2 separate regions of the Mus musculus genome follow, and region 1 is linked to region 2. The links are chromatin contacts, called in public Hi-C maps. All regions are on one chromosome and are shown on one strand. The core of a region is the stretch at or near the end of the contact, and the rest is flanking DNA. Distances in the headings are between cores, read along the strand shown. Region 1 overlaps Nrp1 (neuropilin 1). Region 2 overlaps Pard3 (par-3 family cell polarity regulator).

Evidence for each region. A called contact is a pair of places that touch in the nucleus more often than the background predicts.
Region 1: a Hi-C map of bone marrow-derived macrophages shows a contact between it and region 2, with 10 read pairs. The contact joins two enhancer-like sites. A contact is called at or near these places in 15 of 484 Hi-C or Micro-C datasets (the AML12 cell line, the C2C12 cell line, Th17 cells and 11 more), 2 of 115 datasets of contacts at active chromatin or transcription factors (embryonic fibroblasts and regulatory T cells) and 1 of 9 other capture datasets (embryonic stem cells).

What each region holds. Positions count from the first base shown.
Region 1 is chr8:128,504,196-128,509,035 of GRCm38.p6, forward strand. Nrp1 (neuropilin 1) reads left to right here. Exons shown (of 17, transcript NM_008737.2): 17 at 1-1,281. Among named protein-coding and RNA genes, the nearest start is that of Gm32643, 14 kb to the left of the region's middle. Within about 2 kb of position 1,931, at least 53 of the 459 cell types and tissues checked have an H3K27ac peak or open chromatin away from gene starts, as enhancers often do. A contact at or near this core is called in bone marrow-derived macrophages, where this site is marked.
Region 2 is chr8:127,315,672-127,320,977 of GRCm38.p6, forward strand. The region is part of intron 4 of Pard3 (par-3 family cell polarity regulator); the gene reads left to right. Among named protein-coding and RNA genes, the nearest start is that of Gm9909, 140 kb to the right of the region's middle. Within about 2 kb of position 2,915, at least 43 of the 459 cell types and tissues checked have an H3K27ac peak or open chromatin away from gene starts, as enhancers often do. A contact at or near this core is called in bone marrow-derived macrophages, where this site is marked.

The sequences.
Region 1 (4,840 bases), core at 681-3,180, 1.2 Mb after region 2:
AGCCATGTGTTCATACTTTCTGATTAGATTGCGGTTTGATATGAATGTTTGCATCTAAAATCATAAGTTGAAAGAAAAAGAATACCAACTGACTTTCAGACGAGACCCACAGGAAGCAACAAGAATAAAATCCCCAAGTCTAAAAGGACGTGGAAACTTTACATCCAAATATGCAAAATGAGCCCTGAAAACCTTCTTGTTTTGTTACTGGGTCAGAGGAGAATAGTGAAAAGAATAGCTCACTTAAGGAATAAACAATAATCCTGATGCCTGAGGCAAAACTAGTTTAAGACCAATCAGAAGGGGTATATAAAATCAAAACAAATGTTTAGAACAATCCATTCAGCAGAAACCCTGAAAAGATAAATTTTAATGAATGCTTCTAGAAACTTCCAATGACTCATAAAGAAAAAAAAAAAAAAAGCCTACCTTAGGACTGGCAAGACGTCCACCTCAACAGCACAAAGAGGTAAATATTTTAACCCAAAGCAGCTTCCGGCTGGTAGATTTTTGTCTTGATGGGCTGTCCATAAGAACTCCCAGTTCTTTCCCTTCCTTGTGTGGCTGTAGGTCTCTCTCAGTTATGTTTCTTAGAGATCACATCTGCTTCCTGGACAAATGTTTTTTGTTCACCCTGGTTTAATGGGATTGAGAATGTCTTTTTTCCAGGAAAGTATTGATCACTAAAATAAAGAATATGTTTTTATTCCCAGAGGCATCAATTCACTTGTTATAATCATACTGGGGGGAAAGCATTAAGTAAGACTTTGTTTGTAAGACAACAAACTTGACCAGTGTCCTCAGCCAAGGAAAAATGATACTGCAACTTTAAATTTTAAAGTACCTTGCACTGATAAATATATTTAAAAGTTATATGTTTATAAAGTTATTAATTTGTAAAGGCAGTGTTACAAAATGTTCAGTTTATATTGTTTTAGATTGTTTCGTAATTTTTAAAGGTGTAAAATAACATATTTTTTCTTTATTGAAATCTATAAGACTTTCCGTAGTAAGATGTCTCATTTTCTGGTATATTATTGCTTCATGTTTTGTACCCTCATAAAATTTTGTGCAAATTTTTTTTACAGAAATTTTTATTTTCTATGATGATATGTATGACACTTGTAAATTGTTTCAAAATGAACAGCGAAGCCTTAACTTGAAATGACATTTGTATTCTCTGAGTAGCATAAAAACCACCTAGAATGAACTGTAACTTAATCTCGAAACTACACATTCCAAAGAAGCAGTTGAATTAAACGTTTTCATAAAAATCCCAAACCTGATGGCTATTATTCCATTAGCTCTGTTCTTATTAAAGATGTTGGGGTTTAGCCCACTTTCTAGTACCTTCTAATATTTAAATTATCTTTTCAAAAATAACCTTACACTAGGCAGAGAACAAGGAGACCCTTTCCAACAGTAGGAATCTGAAAGCAGGGCTTCAGAGCTGAAAGAGGCAGAATTGGCCTCCAAGTGAACATTTTTTCCACCCAAATTATATCAGTTTTTATATCTGTGTGGTGAAGTTGATTTGTGATATTACCGGTTACTACTGGTGAGCTTTGCTTCTGTAAGAAGCAGGTAGGGAATGTATACGTTTACATACTAATTATATATTAAATATAGGGGAAAGGGGAAACAGCATCGTGTTACAGCTGTCTATTTGGTAAACCTTGGGGAAATGAAATGCCTATTCCTTTGGGGAGCAAAACAATAGAAAAAATTATGACATGACACCCCTCCCCTCAAAAAGGACAAAAAGTGTGGGGCCAGAACATGTTAAATGGTTCCTTTAGAAAGCTTGTCACAACAAACTTACCCCTCCCCCACCAACTCCAATGGCAGAAAACCCCAGGCCTAAGAGCTCTGGAACATGGGGCAGTACCATACTGCTTGGGGCAGTGAGTCATGTTTTCTCTACTTCCTCCTTTCTTGGCTACTGAAACCACATCCCAGGACTTAATCAAGGGTACAGAAAACTCCCTACTCTCTGTGTGTGTTTTTAGATCTTTACCTAGAAAGGAGACAAAACCAGGTACTCACTTTACTGAAATTAAATTCTACTGACATTCAAGGACATTTCCAGAAAACATGATGCATCCAACCAAGCTGTCTATCAGAATTAATCTAGATATATTTTCTTTATTTTACTTTCTTGTTGTTTGGTTTTTTTGTTTTTTTGTTTTTTGAGGCAGCTGGCTCATGTAGCCCAGGCTAGCCTCATACTCACTCTGCAACCTTGAATTTCTGATCCTCCTGCTTCCACCTCAGAGGTGATAACACTTGTATGCCAAGTTTAGAGTGTTAAAAATAGGACTTCATGCATTTTAGGTAAGCATTTTGCCAACCTAGTAGCAGCCCCAGCCCCAGCCCCAGCCCCAGCCCCAGCCCCAGCCCCAGCCCCAGCCCCAGCCCCAGCCCCAGCCCCAGCCCCAGCCCCAGCCCCCTAGACATAGTTCTAGGGCAATGCAGGGACTACTTGAGGCTTCAAACATGGAAGCTTACACTCTTTTCTTCTCCCCAGTTGGTAGTTTGATTAAACATTTCTTTTTGTTCAATAAATCATTGTATAATACTCTCCAAATTTGTGAGTTAAAACATCATAAAGATGGAAACATTTAATTTAAACATGAAAATTATTTACCGTCCTCTTTCCCATGTGTCTTGGTAACTTATTGCCACACTGAGGCTGAACAAACTATCTGTGCAAATCAAAGACATTGCCTAGTGTTTCCAGTTTGTATTTCTGCTTCCCAGTCCAAATTATAAGGCTCTGTACTTCATTAAAGAGCAGTTCTGGCAAAAATGAGATTTTTTTTCCCTCCTAAAGTTTATGTACTTAGGAATCTTAAGCAACTCAGCAACTGAGAAACCTGAATGAAAGAGCCCTCAACAGAAGTCAAACTTGGCATCGAGGCCTGTGAGCCAGGAGGCTTCTTACCACCCAGTGACACATGAAAACATCAAACCAACAGCCCCCATGGAGGAGGGGTTCAGAGGAGGAAGGGAAAGAGTAGAGGGACTCCCATGATGTTATAGGTTTCTTTTTAATTGAGAACGCTAGGCTTTTTTTTTTCTTTTCTTTCCTTTTCTTTTCTTTTCTTTTCTTTTCTTTCCTTTCCTTTCCCTTTCCCTCTTTCTTTCTTTCTTTCTTTCTTTCTTTCTTTCTTTCTTTCTTTCTTCCTTTTTTTTTTGAGGCAAGGTCTCATGTATCCCTGACTGGCTTTGAATTAGCTATGTAAACAAGAATGACAGTGAACATCTAATCTTTTCACCTTCCCAGTGCTCCAAGCCCCAGCCTCAGCAGTGTTTATTTTAATATGCAACACTATAATACCAAGTTTTAATAACCTCATTATTTACTCTTACAAAAGAGAACCCCAAGGTTCAGAGAGGTCACAGGGTACATCCAGGATGCATTTGGTCTTACTTCCCTCTATGACACCTGTCACTTCCTTTCAGGACATTGTCTGTCAGGGCCTCCACAAATTGCCCTGCTACTAACAGCCTATGTGGGAGATGAGAGCTGTCACTTGAATTTTATGTTTGATGGCAGATGACAATTGTACATATTTTGGGGACATGATGTGATATTTGAATATACATGTACATTTTGTAATGATCCAGGCAGCGTTAACAAGATGTTTGATGACCTATGTCCACCTGTGTTAATCTGTCACCACACTCAGCCATTTGTCTTGGCATCTCATCTTCTGGTCACTTCTAAACCTTCAAAACTAAGGGAAGGCTGAACACAAAGAACCCTAATCATTAAGCAAGTTCAAAACCTCACTCAAAGCTAAACATGATGGCTCACACATATAATCCCAGTTCTTGAGAGGAAGTCTGAATCTGTCCTCAGCTATATAGTGAGTTCCAAGGCCAGGCTGGGCTACATGAGACCCTGCCTAAATGAATAAATATAGAATAAATAAAATTTCACTCAGGTGAGCTGTGTGGCCATTTTACCCTCATAACCTATGAGGGTCCTAAATGGGGCTACTTCAAGAGAAAGAGCCACTGGCATAGTATGATGCTGGCATGAAGATTTGGAAGCACTGTAGAAGTATAGAAAATGCTGGCACTCCAGAACTTGTCCAGCGAAATGAGGAACCCGTGGTCTGAAAAGCCAGTTCCTTTAGTTAAGGTATAGATCATACATAGCAGCTAAATTCTAATGACATTAAAGACTGGTTTCCGCTTAATGTTTCCTTCGTGATTTCTAATTTTGTTGTTGAGGGCCTTTCTTTCAAGCAGATGAGGTAATAAAAATTTCATGGTCAGATAAAGGCACCCAATAGTGTTTGTTTGTTTGTTTGTTCCATAAAAAGAAGGTCTGAAGCCAGGTTTGGTGGTACTCACTTGTAATTCCAGTAAGAGTGAGGTAGAGGTAAGAGGATCAGGACTTCAAGGTCATCCTTAGCTACAAACAAGTTCAAGGTCAACCCAGGATACAAGGGACCACGTTTCAAAAGCTAAAAATAAGGTCTCATCTCCACATGGTAATGGTACCTGAATGGAGATCTCCACAAAGAAATGGTCCCTGAAATGATGGGTAAAACAGCCAGTACCTCATTTCCTCTAGGCTGGGAACAAACACATACTGCCTTCTGGCAGCTTCAACAAGAAAATGAATCACCAGGATAGACAGCAGCTTCCCACTCCTTATGCCCCTTCCAGTGGCTTGGCATCTCTGCCCCTCATTTGGACCAGAGCCAATCACACTTCTTTTCTTGAAACCCTGTTACCACATCAGAGGTGTAAACTGCAGGGCTGCTAGTCATGAAGTGATCCTGATGGGAAACCAACATCCCCTATGGAAGCCACCAGTGCCCCA
Region 2 (5,306 bases), core at 1,665-4,164:
GATGAGCTAGGGAGTCGGCGTGTGGCTCAATGAAAGAGCACATGTCTATCATATGCCAAGACCTAGGTTCTATGTACAGCAAGACAGCTTCTCCCCCAACCCCCATCCCCCTCCCCCTGAGAACTTGCATACACACACACACACACACACTCTCCCAGACTCTTCTCAGAGTGTTCTACATTTAGTCTGATGTGAAGTACTTTGTTGTGATTTCTCCTTTTACAGTTAGTTGAAAGAGTTGACCTGGGCAGTTTATTGCCAGCTTGGCACAGGTTAGAATTGCCTGAAGGAAAAAAAAAAAAAAGAGAGAAAGAATCTTAATTGAGAAACAGCTGCCAATAAGCCTGTAGGGAAGTTTGTAGGGGTGTGTGTGTGTGTGTGTGTGTGTGTGTGTGTGTGTGTGTGTGATTAATGATTGATGTAGGTAGGTATGGTTCTGTGGGCTAACTACCCCTAGGGAGGTGGTCCTGGATGGCTTAAGAAAACAAGCTGATGAAGGCTCGAGGAACCAGCTAGTCAGCAGCTCTCCTCAGTGGTTTCTGCTTCAGTTCCTGCCTCCAGCTTCCTGCCCTCACTTCCCTCAATGATGGGCTGTTATTTGGATGTGTGAGCTGAAATAAACCCTTTCCTCCCCAAGTTGCTTTTGGTTCTGGTGTTTTAATCACAGCCTTAGGAACCTAATGAAGATGAGTGTGTGGTTAAACAGTAGTCCAGCCTTCTCTGGTATGACAAATGCTGCTTGTCTAGTGCGGCCAATCCAGGGACGTTAAGTGCCCGTGTGGCTTTCTTTGAAGGACCTCGAAAATGAGACTATGAAAGCTTTTGTTATCACTGGCTGTCCTACAGCTCTGTTTTGTAATTATATCAGATGTCAGGAGAAAGCACTTTTGTAACTCAGAAAAAAATGTAAATTCCCCTTTTGGGTTGTGCTTCTCACTGCCCTTGGCTTGTTTTCTGAGAGAAAGAAGAGCTTCCTACTGGTGTGTGGAACGAGGTTCTTGTCATAGACAGTTTCCCAGAAGACACTTTACTGTGGATTTCTGAAGATTAGATAGTATGTCCTGGTGTCCAGCCATCTCTACATAAATGTAATTCCTCAGTAGGGGCTGCATAGTTGTTTTGCCACACATGTGTATAAAAACTTAGGAAGGGGCTGGAGAGATGTCTCAGCGGTCAAGAGCACGGACTGCTCTTCCAGAGGTCCTGGGTTCAATTTCCAGCAGCCACATGGTGGCTCACAACCATCTGTAATGAGATTTGATGCCCTCTTCTGGTGTGTCTGAAGACAGCTACAGTGTACTCATATACATAAAATAAATAATTCTTTAAAAAGAAAACTTAGAGGGTTGGGCTCTAGGAATTGTTGGATATCATGTAAGCTAACTATTAAGTATTTGAAAAGTAGTTATGTGTGTCTTCTTCTTACTCAGAAACCCTTGAGGAATGGGGTGCAGTGGCCGGATTCCCGGAGGGACTGCCGGTTGGCTCACATCTTGCCTAGCATGTCCTAGAGAACTTGTCTGGTTGGTTTCTTCCTTCAGATAGACAGAGGATAAGTTGGATGCTCTCCAGTCTCCCCTCCAGTGTCCAAACCATGTATGGCTTTGGGGCAGAGCGCTACCTAGCATGTTAAAGTCCAGAGTCGATCCCTGGCATTGAAAAAAAAAGTGCATAAGAAAATTTCCTGGCATTCTGGGCTACCGAAGAAAATAAGGAATGATTGGGGAAGGTGCTCCAAACAGAAGAGCCTAAGAGTTTGAGTGTTTGTCACTGGATGTCAGATCTGCTCTCTAATTCAGTCTGCTGACTCCTGAGACATCTAGGAATCTGGTTCCTTTAATTGTCTTCCTGAGTCACTAGTTCTGCCAGGCCCTCTTTGTACAGGATCCATCCATGTTTCTAGCCCATGTTGATATGTATTCCTGGAGATGGTTTTCTTGTCTAAGAGGAACACAGTCACCAACCACTGACCAGAAAACTAAGTTACAGGTAAGAAGGCTGCACTTCAGCTCTCAGGGCACCTGTGAAAACTAAGTGAAATTTGTATTTGATTTCCACCCCCGAGTTGCCTCAATGTATGCAATTCCCACAGATACCCTCAAATCTGAGTGGCGGTAGCGATGGTGGTATCTAAAACACTAGCTCCAAACATTTTGCAAAAGGAATATTAAACCCATATTGTATTTGGCACAGGGTCCATCATTTCCTTATTTCTAACTGTTTTAGTGAGGATCTAATTGGTCTACACTGATAACAACTACTATAAGCTCTCTGCCCTTATTTACAAGGTAGCTGTTGAACTTTCTTATGACGGGTAAACCAGGATTATAGTTTCTGGTTAAATATCCTAAAAATAGCTTTTGTTGCTCTTGGGAATCATTTCTGGAAGGAATGATAAGCTGAGGTTGCTGGGATGACTCAGCATGTAAAGTCTGACACACTGAATATGGCTGTCCCTTGGACATAGAAGACAGAAAGAGGAAACTGATTCCTTCAAGTTGGCCTTTGTCTTCCATATGTATATGCCCTTGCCTGAATGAATAAATGTATTGGAGGAGGAGGAAAGGGAGGAGCAAGAGAAGAGAAGGAGGAAAGGGAGGAGCAAGAGAAGAGGAGGAGGAAGAGGGAGAAGAGGAAGAACAGGAGGAGGAAGAGGAAAAGGAGGAGGAGGGAGAGGAGGGGGGATGAAAAGAGGAGGAGAAGAAAGAGGAAGAGGAGAGGAGGAAGAGAAGAAGGAAGGAGGGGAGGAGGATGAGGGGAGGAGGAAGAAGAGGAGGAGGAAAAAGAAGCAGTAGTAGTAGTTCTTGTTGTTGAAGTACAAAATTGAATTATTTTTAAGTCACAAGTTCTGGGTTGAAAACTGTGTGATTTTAAAAGTCTTAATGTCACGTGGGAGCCCTTGGGATCATCTGATTCACAGAAGGGGAATGTGAAGATTTTATGTGTTGAGTGTTTTGTATTTTACAATATTGTGAGACTTGGTGATTTTTTTTCAAAATATGTCAGGAGTTTCTGCACAGAACCGGCCCAGATTGTAACTGGTCTTTCTGTGCCGGTAACAGGAGCGTCCCTCACCTCCATGGTCATGGTGAACAATCTGCGTGTTCATGGCATTGTGGGGAAGGTGGGCTGTTGGTTTTCTGAGACAAAGCTGCTGTCAGGAGTGGATGGTGCTGTGGAATTTCTTCTTGTTGAATTGTGGTTGGCTTCAGGGGAAGTATAGTAGAATACCCCTCCCTGCCTCCCCCGGAAGAGGTATATCCCACAAGCAGCTTGCCAGGGAGCTGAAAGTTAATATGCATTTCCCAGGCCAGGGACTTTTCACACCTGCTGATGCCCATAAAGCATTCATGACAGGAGAGTCCCTGATCACAGCAGCCACACCTGCTTCTCTGACAAGAGGTGCTGTCCTTCCTATTGAAGACTAGCGACTGTTTGGGGCTGCCTCTTCTGTGGAAACTTTATATTATAATGTTAAAAAAGGGATAGTGGGTCCTTATATTATTTTTCATATCTAATCTTTTAGATGAAGTCCTAACTTAACTGTAATAAATCATTGCTTGTCATTAGCAAACTCAGTGGTCATTACTGTTTTATGGTTTAATAAATCATTATGATATCTGCACCGTCCACAGATTCATTCATTCGTTCATCTCACTCTGCAGCCTAAACTGGCTGAGAACACGCTATCTAGGTACTCAGGATGGCCTCAGACCTGCTGTGATCCTTCTGCCTCGGTCTTCCTTGTACCGGGGTAACAGGCGTGTGCTCCCATGCTCAGCATAATTTTATATGATGACCAAAATACCTAAATAAAATTTTTTATCTTGTTTGAGTATTTATAGTGTATAGAATTTTTGTATTGCTTTGATCAGGGAGTGAAAAAGATTTGAAGTGATGTTTTCTAATTTATTATTAACATTTTGTGGGGGTTCCACAAAAATATGGAACAAAGAAGATTTGATAGCTTAGTTTTCCTCTCTTTCTAAGTTGGGTTGTATAAGATTGAAAGTACTGCTTTATGTTTCCATTTATTGATTTATTAATTGACTGTACGAGAGCATTGCTGTGTGTATACTCGCATGTCAGAAAGAGGGCAACAGGTGCCCTTATAGTGGTCTTGAGCCACCATGTGGTTCCTGAGAATTGAACTCAGGACCTCTTAACCACTGAGCCCACTCCAACCCTGAAAATGATTGGAAATTTTCACGTTTGGTAGTTAGAATCTACAAACGAGTATATGTGATCTGGCATAGATAAGGTTTAAGACAGCCGTGTTTTAAAATACCATCCCCAAATGTGTTGCAAATGAAAATAGAGTGTACTATACATACTTCAATGGGCAATCATGACCAACCACATTGTGTTATGGTAGAGCAAAGCATTTCATATTCGATATTTCCCCATATGCTCTCCCCATAAACCCAGAATACACTTCTAGGACCTTTCTCCTGTGTGTACTCAACCCCAACTTTAGATAAGGTTATGTAGAACATGGCTAAGATGTTAGAGCCTGTGTGATGTTATTAATACAATGAAGGATATGTTTCACGGGGATTAAACTATATTTTAAGCCTTCCTTAAACACCTGGTGATAATTTGCAGGTCTTTATACACACATTAATGCATGGATCCACCGTTGACTTGGTACATTAGGGACACTTTTACTGTGGGAAGTTAATGTCTGTCTTACTTTCCTTACCTATTAGCTCCACAAAGTTCACTGTATACATGCACATTGCAGAATTTTTCAGACACAATAGAAAAGGGCGGATTTTTGGCTCTTTAGACATAATCTCCCATAACAGGATCATCTGTCAGTAGTGCCCTGTTGTATGAATTATGCCCTAATCGAGTTAAGTGGAGAATTGATCCACCATTTTTAGATGTAATTACAAGAAATCACATTTGCCATAGGCATTGTAAGCTGTAGGTATGACATGAGTGAGTATGTATGTCTTTTAGTAAAATCTGAAAACACAGTCCTGACGTTTGTGCTCAGGTTTGTCTTAAGACCCTTTGCACCACCCCCTTAGCAACTTTAAAACTTACAAGAGAGTTCTCTTCACGTTCCAGGATTCCCAAACCTTTTGAAACAAGGAACAAAACATACTCAAGGAAGGTGCCCACATTGGGGTGGGCCACTGTGCTGATTGCTGGGGGTTAAAGGTGAATGGTGACCGTATCTAGTCTTTAGTGCCATGGTACAGATAACAACTCTGAAAACTAAAGTTTGAGTTAAAAGCTAGAATACCACAGTAACAGAAAGCATGGCATACTGGGACCTGGGGGCTTCCCCTGAGAGA